2 separate regions of the Zea mays genome follow, and region 1 is linked to region 2. The links are chromatin contacts, called in public Hi-C maps. All regions are on one chromosome and are shown on one strand. The core of a region is the stretch at or near the end of the contact, and the rest is flanking DNA. Distances in the headings are between cores, read along the strand shown.

Evidence for each region. A called contact is a pair of places that touch in the nucleus more often than the background predicts.
Region 1: a contact with region 2 is called in a Hi-C map of endosperm, with 2.1 times the contacts expected there. The contact joins the enhancer-like site here to the promoter of LOC100278506 in region 2. A contact is called at or near these places in 3 of 25 Hi-C or Micro-C datasets (ear, endosperm and tassel).

What each region holds. Positions count from the first base shown.
Region 1 is chr5:210,955,845-210,961,378 of Zm-B73-REFERENCE-NAM-5.0, reverse strand. No RefSeq gene overlaps it. Among protein-coding and RNA genes, the nearest start is that of LOC100278506, 85 kb to the right of the region's middle. Within about 2 kb of position 2,353, at least 4 of the 20 cell types and tissues checked have an H3K27ac peak or open chromatin away from gene starts, as enhancers often do. A contact at or near this core is called in endosperm, where this site is marked.
Region 2 is chr5:210,872,200-210,878,184 of Zm-B73-REFERENCE-NAM-5.0, reverse strand. It overlaps LOC100278506, which reads right to left and starts at 4,247. Exons shown (of 1, transcript NM_001151762.2): 1 at 3,151-4,247. The coding sequence starts at 4,022. The coding sequence ends at 3,447.

The DNA.
Region 1 (5,534 bases), core at 1,104-3,603, 85 kb before region 2:
AGCGTACAATCCTAAACACGCCCACAGGCCCCAACCAACCCCCCAAAAGAACTAAGCTCACTATTGTAAAAATTGAAATATTTTTCTTCAAACTATAATTTAATCTGTAAGTAGTATTAAATTACTGAACCTATAGTATGTTTGCAAAGTTTCTATTGTCGAGAAAATATGGTGTCTCAAAGATAAAAAAAATACTTTGAAGGAATATGTTTATCATATCACACAACATCGAGTATATATATGGTCAACCTGTGAATATGGATAATAGACTAGAAGTGTCTGGATATAAATGTTAGAAGGGCAAGTCCATAAACTCTATATACCAGAACACCAAGAATGTACCTTCATATCCAGAGTCTTTTGGTTTTAATTTAGACACGGATCCCTTTTTATTTCTTAACTAAATAACTAGCTAGATGCTAAGTGCATGTATGGCAGAACACCAAAGTAGTTCACAGTTTAAATTCAGGAGGAGCGTTGTCAAACAGTATAAAGAAAAAAAACTCTATGCTAAAATTCTGCAAAGTGAATACTTAAAATAAAATAGAAGGATAAAAACTGGAAAAAAATAGCTACTCCTAATTCACTATCCGCACACAAAATAGATCACTTCTTACATTATTATAGAAAAAAAACATTTCTCTCAGATAACCACTTTGCACATAGAATCAGGAGCAGAAAAGGCTCTATCAAACATGCCCAATACTTGACAAATAAACCTAATAAGTGAGAGATTGTTGACATATAGATTCATTGTTGCTGTATAACAGCTCTCTCACAGTCCATAACACACATTAGAGAGAAATCCAAAAACATACATCAACTAAAGATGCTGGAGACAGCAGAGACTAACCTGATCGATTCCTCTACTATCGGCTTTTACAGGGCCGCTTTGTCACTGCAGGCAAGTGGGTTGATGAACATCAGACCCATCTGTTAGTGACAAAAAAACCACCGTGAAGTCGACTCCATATAGACGACACATTAGAGAACGAAGAACACAAAAAAAATGGAAGCTGAGATGTTGGCGACTGCAGAGGCTAACAGGATCAATTTCTCTGCAGCCAGTTTCATGAGACTTTCTCATTAACAAATGGGCCTGATGAAAACCAAACCCATCTGTTAGTGACAAAAGGTCATGGAGAAGTTGACTCCATTCACGACTCATCACTGGACTAACATGACCGCTATAGGACTGGATAGATAGGGCTAGCGCCGTAGCGCGGATGATTTTTATTCCATGCATGCTTTCTCGAAGGAAACGCCGCTCTACCTGCCGCTGCCGGCCGGCCGATCAAGGACGACTCCGACCGGCACGACCCCGCGGCCGCGCTAGCTGCGTTCACCGGCGCCCAAGACTTAGTTTCAGAGGATCATAATGTAAGTGGAGTCGGACCATGTCCTCGTCCCCGGGCTCCACATAGTTCCAGTAAGCGCCAGCGTATGTCCACGGCTCAGGAGGAGGCGCCGGAGGAGTAGCATGCAGATCTGGCGAGTTGGCGCCTTCGCTGCCCACGGCGACGGGCTGCACACGAAGACAGCAAGTACACTTCCACACCAGCGGCGGCGCGCTGCCCTGCCGCCGCTGCAGCATGCCGATAGTGGCGTTGAAGTGTTGCTCGCTGGAGCAGACGAGCAGCGGCGCCGGCGCGGCCGCGGGGCCCCGGCGGTCGCGGTACAGCGGCCCCACCGGCGGCGGCGTGAGAAGGTTTAGGGTGACGGGTACGAGCGGCGCCGGGTAGACATGCCCCGGGCCATGGTCTAGCGAAGGGATCTCGTGCACGCCGAAGCAGAATGCGCAGTTGCAGTAGGCACAGATCACAGGTGGGTCGCGTTGGGGCGGCGCCAGGGCGTTGAGGTCCAGGTGGGGGCCTTGGCCTTCCGAGCAACAGCATGCCATCGGGATCCTGCCGTAGGTGCGCAGGTAGTTGTTGATCGTCATCTCGACGGCGACAGGCTGCGCGTCTTCAAGAGTCGGGGTGGCCGGCGCTCCAGCACGGGCAACCTGCAAGGCGGAGTAAGTCTGCTTCCTCCCCGGCTGCGGCGGCGGCGCGGACGTAGATGAGCCGGAGTCGGAGATGGTGTCGGGGTCGGCGGACGCCGGGACCACGCCCGCGGCTACCGTGTTTCTCCTCCGCACCATCTCTCCCGGCTGGGCCACGAAGGACGCTGCTCGAAACCGAAGGCTCCCTCCGCGAACGCGAACGGTGGCTGTAGTGGTGGTGTGGTCTGTGGTGTGCTGTGCTGTGGCACGCCTGGCACTTATGCACGCGGCGCGTGAGGATGATGGACACTAGAGATAGCGCTGGCTGCGCGCTGCGGGCCGCGGGGTGCTTGTTTTCGAAGGTCAAAACGGTGGGCACTCTCCAAGAGTCCAAGCACCAAGTCTGCATGTAGAGCGGGTGTGTGTCCAACGGCACGCATGTATGGTGTGAGTTGGAGGGCATACTTTGTCTCCTCTCAGTGAAATGAATTGCTAGAGGCCGCCAGTTTAGTCGACGACAGCGCCAACAGCTATTTCGAAATTTTCGTTTCCCTCCTGATATGCGGTGGGTATAATTTGAAAACAAAATTCAATTTTTCTCCCCCCCCCCCCCCAAAAAAAAAGATGGCAAGAACTTTGTTGCGACTTTCAGGAAATGAAAATCAGCTCAGTCTATAATACTAAACACTGGGTTTGAAAACCACACAACTAAGAGTGTGTCACACCTCTTTAAACAACTTCCATATAATTATTTAACTACAATCACATGGGTTTTAGCGAAAAACCATCAAATAAGGACCTTTAGAACCACGATTGTGTTGGGACAAACCATTCAAAGGCAACAACTTACTGGGACAAGTGGTAGATCGATCCATGATTCGGCACCCCAGGCCACTAAACAAACAACTAATCCAACTCAACTAAACTATAATTTCTAAGAGCATGATTAATAATATAGCTTGTTGTTAGATGCACGTACATTTACAACTCATCTACCACTTCAAATGTATTCAGGAATTGGCTTTCACACTTCGACAAAAAAACTTAGCCCTAGGAGTAGCAACCATCAGTTGGTCACTCCCTTTAATAAGAACGGTCAAGAAACTTAACATGTCTCCTTTGGAGGTCATTTTCGTAACTACCCACTAGTTACGGGGTGGGTTGTACTACATAGGCATGCACAACAATCTATGGTGATGGAAACTTGACGAAGTTTAGAAAAGGTGGCTACGAGGTTCTTATCTCAAGCACATGGGTGGCGCTCTAGTCATGGGACTGAGAATCACTAATAATGTATTGATCATGTTCTTTTTTTCTTTTCTTTCTTGTCTAGTCTGTGTGCATCTTATCGTTCTAGAGGCTGGGAGATGATTTTTTAGTTGGCTACTAGGACATACACCGTTATTAATTCATGACTCATTTATTCTCCCACTTACAACTCACTTCTCCCTACCCCTCTCTTCTCCATCTCAGCGTAAAGACCACCTATGATCATTTATTATGCTTAATATAACACAATTTGCTTATGACGAGGTCACTAAGGCCTCATTGCCAAATTCCATCACACTAAAATAACATAGCAGCTCCAATTTCCTATAAAACCATGAGATTTGTTGTCATTGCCATTTCGATCACCCAAAACTAGGTTTTACACTTCGGGAGTCCCTGTCTAAACCCTAAGGCATCTAGGTATAGTAGCAGACATTACAAAAAAAGTGGTCTCTAGGTTATGTTTCCCAAAGATATCACGATTCCCAATGTTAGGTAGACAACCTCCCTCAATCTCATAAAGACAAAAGGCAAGAGTCCACTCCCACCCCCCTATCCACTAGCATCGTCACTGAGCCACCACCAAAGGTTGGGGTAAATAAATCCAATCTCTCTTATCGCTTTCTAGTCTTTTGTAGGTATAGTTTTATATAGAGAAATGTCCCAAAAGCAGACTTGGCCTAATTAGTTGGTGGCCAAAGTTTGGTTCCCACAACTCAGGCAAAATTTTTTGGCTCCATTTAGTTTGCTACCAAAAATTTACAATCCCTTATATTTGGTTGGTCAAATCTATGGAAAATATTTTTGCTCAACTTTTGTTTGTCAAATCTTTGGCATGATAAGTTTCGATAGCCAACCAAGCAAACCATTGACCACATTCCTACTTAAAATGGCAAAGGTAGCAAGATTTTAGGGTCAAGAGTTGAGTACTCATCAATGTCAAGTCTATTCCAAGTTTACATAGGTTCGGATGCTAATTCTAATGTCTCAAGAAGGCAAACAATAAACATTTTGATACTTGAGATCAGAGGCGGAGGGAAGGAGGCAAAAACATAGTTCCTTTCTTTTGAAAAAACATATACACCATAATGATCACAACGAACCAAAGAAATATTGATTCATATATTATCCTACACTTCAAAGATTAGTCTACATGTCAAAAACTAACAGTTGTCTGTTTTCCACATGCAAATCAAGATAAGTTGAATCAACAAATTACCTTATGCTTGTGATGGTCCCTTATATAACACAACTTATATTTAGGCTACAGTATATGTTTTTTGGAAAGTACTAGTCAACACAAGCCCACTGTCCATCTTCTATGGAATTGCACCTTACAAGCAAGGTAACACGACACTAGCTGTTGGATGCACCTAGGCTACATCCAAACAAGCCCTTAGCAGTTTCACCACAAAAATTCTACTCATTTCCTGTGAAACCATACAATTTGTTGATATAAACCAAAAAAACATATACCAGCTACCACAATATGGAAGTAGTGGATGATTAGGTTTACAATAGTAGTTATACTTGAGTTTTTAAAAACTAGAATGGTCTTGCACTTCAATGATCTAAATAATATCAAAATCATAGTAATTAAGTTTCAGAGATCAAAATGTGTGAACTATAATCACGAGCAAAAGATATACTTCCTCTATTCTAAAGTATAGGATGTTTTGGTTTTTTCTACGTATCTAGACATATAGTATATGTAAATACATAGTGTATCTAAAAAGATCAGAACATCTCATAGTTTAGAATGCATGGAGTAATTGTGCTTCAGCCAGAAAGTAAAATCACTGGACTACTAAAGTAAAATATCAACAGTAGAAACTGGGCAAGTGAAGTGTGTATCTAGTAGGAGTTTAGGACGTAGAAGCTGACAAGCTAAAACAAAATGGTAGCAGTAGAAACTAAAATAGAAGATGTACAATAACTCAATCACACCCATATCAAACATTGGAAGAGGATTCTGCAAATGGATAATGATACTTTTTAGGAAAATTCTGTATGAACTCGGAGTCTGAACCTTGTTGCTCAATCAAGTGACAACATTGAGATTCTTAGTTCAACGCAACTAAACTGCATGATGCATAGAAGAGTGAATTTGGATAATCAATGTAAATTTGCACTAATTTGTGCATGAAGCTAAAACCTGAGCAAACAATGGCCTAATATTTACTACATATGGATATATCAAATAGTGACCTAATCTAAGCATACTATAAGCTTACTATAATTATTTCGTTTCGACTATCAAATGTCCACGACCAACATGTGT
Region 2 (5,985 bases), core at 2,998-5,497:
GACTGTTCTCTGAAGTCCCTTTGATGTGGAGCATATTGGCTCCCTTCTGGCTGCTGGCCTTGTTGCAACGGAGGTGGAGGCGGGGGCTGTTGCCAGGAAGCTGAAGGCTGACTTGCCGAAGCAGCAGAGAGTGCAGGATGGTTGCCCACATATTCTGGGATGTAGGGCGAATGATACGAAGCAGTGTGCATGACCTGCTTCGGCTGAGCCTGTTGCGCGGCAGCTTCGGCTATCTCTTTTTGCTTCTGAATGGTAACATGACACATCCTGGTAGTATGACCTTTGTTTTCACCACAGAATAAGCAAAATATTCTTCTGGGTTGATCCCCGAATCTTCCGCCGAAGCCCCTGGCGCCTCTGCCTCTTGGAGCTGGTGGTCGGAAGGAGCTTTGCTGTTGCCCCGAAGCTTGTGAAGAGCACTGCGGTCTGTTCTGCTGACTCCCCTTATCATCATTCTGAGTGGAGTTGTGGATGGACCTGACATGCCTCGGATAGGATCTTCCTCCGAAGCCCCTGGTCATTTCGGAAAATCTGAAGGCCTCCTCCCTTCTTTGGCGAAAGTCATTGTCAGCACGAATGTACTCGTCCATTTTTTGGAGCAGCTTCTCCAGGGTCTGAGGAGGCTTCCTAGCAAAGTATTGAGCAGCAGGTCCAGGACGAAGTCCCTTGATCATGGCTTCGGTGACAATTTCATTGGGCACCGTTGGTGCCTGCGCCCTCAAACGCAAGAATCTTCTAACATACGCCTGAAGGTATTCTTCATGATCCTGAGTACACTGGAACAAGGCTTGAGCAGTGACCGGCTTCGTCTGAAATCCTTGAAAGCTGGTCAATAACATATCCTTCAGCTTCTGCCATGAAGTGATCGTTCCTGGCCGAAGGGAGGAATACCAGGTCTGAGCAACACTCCTGACGGCCATAACGAAAGACTTTGCCATTACTGCAGCATTGCCACCATACGAAGACACTGTTGCTTCGTAACTCATCAAGAACTGCTTCGGGTCCGAATGGCCATCGAACATGGGAAGCTGGGGTGGCTTATAGGACGAAGGCCAAGGTGTAGCCTGCAGCTCAGCGGACAGAGGAGAAGCATCGTCGAAAACAAAATTTCCATGATGAAAATTATCATACCAGTCATCTTCATTGAAGAAGCCCTCCTGATGAAGGTCTTTTTGTTGAGGCCTTCGGTTCTGCTCATCGTGAGTAAGATGACGGACTTCTTCAGAAGCTTCGTCTATCTGCCTCTGCAGCTCAGCTAGTCTGGCCATCTTCTCCTTCTTCCTCTGCACTTGTTGATGTAGCATCTCCATGTCCCTGATTTCTTGGTCTAGTTCATCCTCCTGAATCGTCGGGCTGACAGCCTTCCTCTTCTGGTTTCGGGCCTCCCGGAGAGAGACGGTCTCCTGATTGGGGTCCAGCGGTTGCAGTGCTGCAGCCCCAGTCGCTGAAGCTTTCTTCGGTGCCATAGCGAGGGTCTATAGCTTCCGAAGGTGTTCAAAAAACTCGAAGTGGAAGTGAGTTCACCGGAGGTGGGCGCCAATGTTGGGGACTTGTTCTCAAATGCTTCGGTCCTGAGAGAAGGTAGAAAGTACAAGCGTGACGCAAAAGCAAATGCCAAGTCAGCCTGAACAGTACGGGAGTACTGTTCATCTATTTATAGACGCGGGACGCAGCCCACGTAAAATTACATTTATGTCTATTACATTTGTCAATGACTTATGGAAATCTGACAAGGTCCACGTAGTCTTTTCATCTTTAAGTCGGTTCCCCCCTCTATTATCGCGACGAAGCTTCTCTGCACACAGCTTCGGCTGTGCACCATCCTTTGTGGAGCTTGGTAATCAGCCCGTCCTTCGTCTGGTTCAGGCTTCGTCCTGACCGCACTTCATGTTCGTAATTCTGAGTCCGAAGATACCTGTTCACATAATCCACTTGGAAAACATTGTCAAATCATGTTTTTGAGGACCTTCGGAGGACGAAGACCCCCAACAGTATAGAGAGAATGGTTAAAATCAGCCTAAAAGGAAAAAAATAAGAAAGGGAAGAGGGACCGCTTGCTAAGTCAATCAAATTGACGTGGCATAGTGGTCATGTTTGTCTTTCTTACCATGTCATGAGACGGAATAATACAGTACAACAATTTAGCTGTGCTAGAGATTAATGTGACTAAACGGATTAGTTTTAAAAAACAACAATATTATTTTATATATACTATTTAAAATGGTTTAAAATAAAAAACAGTGAGCCCTGACGACCTGACCATTTTAAAAAACGTGACGGCCTGGAGTTGGACCGCAGGCAGTTGTAGAGTGAGGCGGCGGCCGCTTCCGGATAGACCATGGGCTGAACTTGGCGAAGGCGGCGAAGAAGATTGGCATAACTGGATTGGGCCGGGCGTCCACTCATTCGCCTGGCCCAGTGGCACTGGTAAGAAAACGTCGGTGTCCTAAACGAGGAAAAGTAGCAAGGTTGGGTTGGCTTTCCCTTCCAAATTCCATGGACCGCCGCCGAATTCACGTCTGTTTCGCGGGCACCACCTACCCATTCCTTCCATCGGACCGCGCTAGCGAACCATCCATTTTCTCGTGGTGCAACTGCAGGTCCATCGGACTCGTAGTTGTAGCGTACGTGACACAATTGACCGCCTACCTGTTCACATGTGACGCTTCACCTTCTCTTGTGCTTCGCTGTTTCCTACTACTCCTGCTACTGGTAGCCGTAGACAGAACACGAGAGAATCGTATGTGTCCTGTCGTCGTTCTAGAAACGAAATTGGAGACGAGTAATTTGCGTTTTTAGACGACTATAACACGTCGATTCACTTCACTGGAAAGAAAGAATACCGCTCACGGCCGGTGACCATTGATTCCATGAACCGTCTACCGGCGGCAACTCTCGTTTGAGAATAGTTGCTTCCCAAGTTGACAGGTATCTTGTGAATTTTTCCAGCTGTTTTTGCGTCGCATTGACCAGGAGTAGTACAGGCTTCCAGGAAACGCGTGCACCGACACCCATACATGCTGGCAGAATGTTACAGGTTCGCTGGGCAGGGCAGCCGATGAAAAGACACATCAGATCTGGCTGAGAGCCTGAGACTACTCAAGAACCGAGGGGCACAATTTGCATCAGTTTTATTTAACAGTACAAGATCAACAAAACATTTTACATTTACATCGTCCAAAGAACGAACCCAAAAGAATAATATAAAGAAAGAACGGGCATGTAGTATAACACTTGTTCACCTCTACAGGGGCACTAGATCTACACAGATCACAGAACGGTAATCCTACATTCCATTTCATTCATCATCAATTCAACGACATCTTCACCGTCGATCTCACGCACCTGTAACCTGAATCTTCTTCTTCCCGCGCCTCTCAGCGCTCTCCATCCCTGGATCTGGAGGAGACCGGCCGCAGACGGCACCGGCAACCGCGAGACGCTGCCTAGTGCGCCATGGCGTGGCCGGTGTGGTGGAAGCTCTGCCGCTGCGCGTAGGCGAACGACGCCGCCGGCTTGCACTGGACGCTGTGCGCCGCCGCGGCCGACGACGACGGCAGGGACTGCTGCTTGTGCGTGGTGGGGAGCGAGTGCGCGGACGCGACGAGGCGGCGGACGCCGGACCGCATCTTGAACAGGATGTGGGCCCAGGTGCCCCTGCTCTGGCGGCCCAGCGCGGCGACCTCCTCCTCGTTCATCTCGAGGTCGCCCGCGAACCCGGGCTTCTTGGACAGGAGCCAGCCGACGCCCCACTGCCACCACTGCCTCAGGGAGCCGCCCCCCGCGGCGAAGGCGGCGCCGAGGGAGGGCGCCGACTTGGAGCGGCGGAACGCCCACTCGGCGGCCGACGCGGAGGAGATGGGCTGGATCTTGCCGGAGAAGCTGGACAGCCGCTTCCTCAGGCCCATGAGGTGGCTCTCCTCCTTGCTCTTGCCGCCGCCCTGGAAGGTGGGCAGCTCGTCCTTGAGCGGCCTGGTCGGCAGGAACCTCGCCTTCTGGATGTTCTCCAGGATGGTGGCCATGGCCGGACCCGACGACTAGAGTCTAGTAGAGGCAAGCAAGCAAACCAAATAGAGAGAGAGAGAGAGAGACGGAGGGGAAGAGAAGAGGATGTAGAACCAAGCTCCAAGCCTTCAAGAGGGGAGGGCAATGGCTTGGCTTTCTCCTCCTGCTCTCTCACCCCCCAGATCAGATCTTTCCCTGCCTTCTTTTGATGGAGGACGGGAGGAGGAAAGGAAGGTGAGGTATGCGTATGCGTTGTGCTGGCGCGGTGTTTGTGCCGCAGCCACAGCAGCTTGCCTCCGCCTGGACAGGCTGGCTTTATTCATGCATGAGGGGGACACCAACGAGGTGTGCAGTTGAAAGTTCCTCGTAGCTTTTTTGTGAACACAAGAACGTGCTATAACGCGAGGCGACGTGAATGATGAATTACCAAAACCCCTTTTTTTTTTTTGCCTTCCTGCGACTCCTCCAAGTCAGGCAGCTCAGACACACTGGAGCCGTGTTGGCAAAAATGATGGGTGGCGGCAGCTGCTGGTGCGGTGCAGGCCTCGATACGGCCACCTGGCAGCAGCTTTTGACGTCCACCAAGTGGTGTGCTGTCCGGTCCTGTGTAGGTTGGTTCAGCTTCAGCAGCTCATGCCACCAACTCATGTCAACAGCTGCCCTCTGTCTGATTATTTGGGGGATTTTTAAAACTGCGCTTTTATCTCAGCATTGCTGCTCAATTTTCTCCTAAAAATGAATCATCCATTACTACTGTACAGGCACAATTTTGAAAATCATCTCAAACAACATGAGCTTTAAATTGTTAGACTGCATCGAACAGCTTATCGTCGTGCAAAACACTGTTTGTTCGCAGATTACAGTTTAAATATAGAGATAAAGATAGGTAGCGTCCTTCTATAGAGTGGAATGGTGACGGGTGAGTTTTTTTTCACTTCTTCACGAGACCTACCTTGTTCGGTTGCATCTTTGCGGGGGGATAGAGGATTGAGTGGCACTAAATCATTTTCTATTTAATTTTAACTAAAAGACATTTAATCGTATCTAATCTTCTTCAATCCACTTTTAAAACGAACAAACAATGAGGCATGGATGTATCTTTCTTTTTTTGAAGGATGCAGTTATAAGGCTGTCTCCAGCAGCCTATTCATCTTATCTCACATCTCATCTCATATTTTAAAATTCACCCTGCAACATTGCAGGCTACATTGTGAAACGGTGTTTTATGTGATCATATGCATAATATGCCGGAGATAGGTTGAGAAAAAGAATAAACCGAAGCTGCATCTGTTTATTTGATTAACGTTTACTTAAAAAAAGTTGGGCAGCTGCGGGCGCACCGAAGGATCCACATGAGAACATGGGGAGGAGGCGCTGGGCCAATGAAACTTGTCTGTCCCCGCCTGCTACCGAAACGTTTTGTCATGTTTGGGCTCCGCATCGTACGGACTAGTAGGCTTTAAGGTAGAGCTTTTTCAGCAAATGCTTCTCCACAGCCAATCTACCTTCACAACACATCCGGGTGGTGCAAGACTGCAAGCTCTCTACATAAAAACGTACAGTACAAGTTATACCGCACGGTGGTTACACTTCATGTCTGCGGCTACCATCGTTTTTGCGGTGATGTTTTCCTACGAGAGATGTTGGCCGAGAGAATGCAGTCAGGACGACCCAGGAGGACTGAAGAAGAACCGCATAGGCACAGGCGCTAACTCTGCAGCTCGTGCGGCTCATGTACATGGCTGCGGTTCGCAGGTCCATCTCCGACCCTGACCCAGCACTCGGCCCTCACCTATTTCCCTCTCTCCCTTTTTCGGTTGCTTCCGCTCGCCGCCGACACTGATTTTTATTGAATGCACGGCAATGGTAGGTTGGGGAGGGACTGGGGGGAGGTTGGTGGAAGAATCAGAAGAGTGGTGGAGCTCAGCTGAAGCTTGGACCTCATTGTTTTCGTGGGCAGTATTTTAGGTCCGGTTTCGG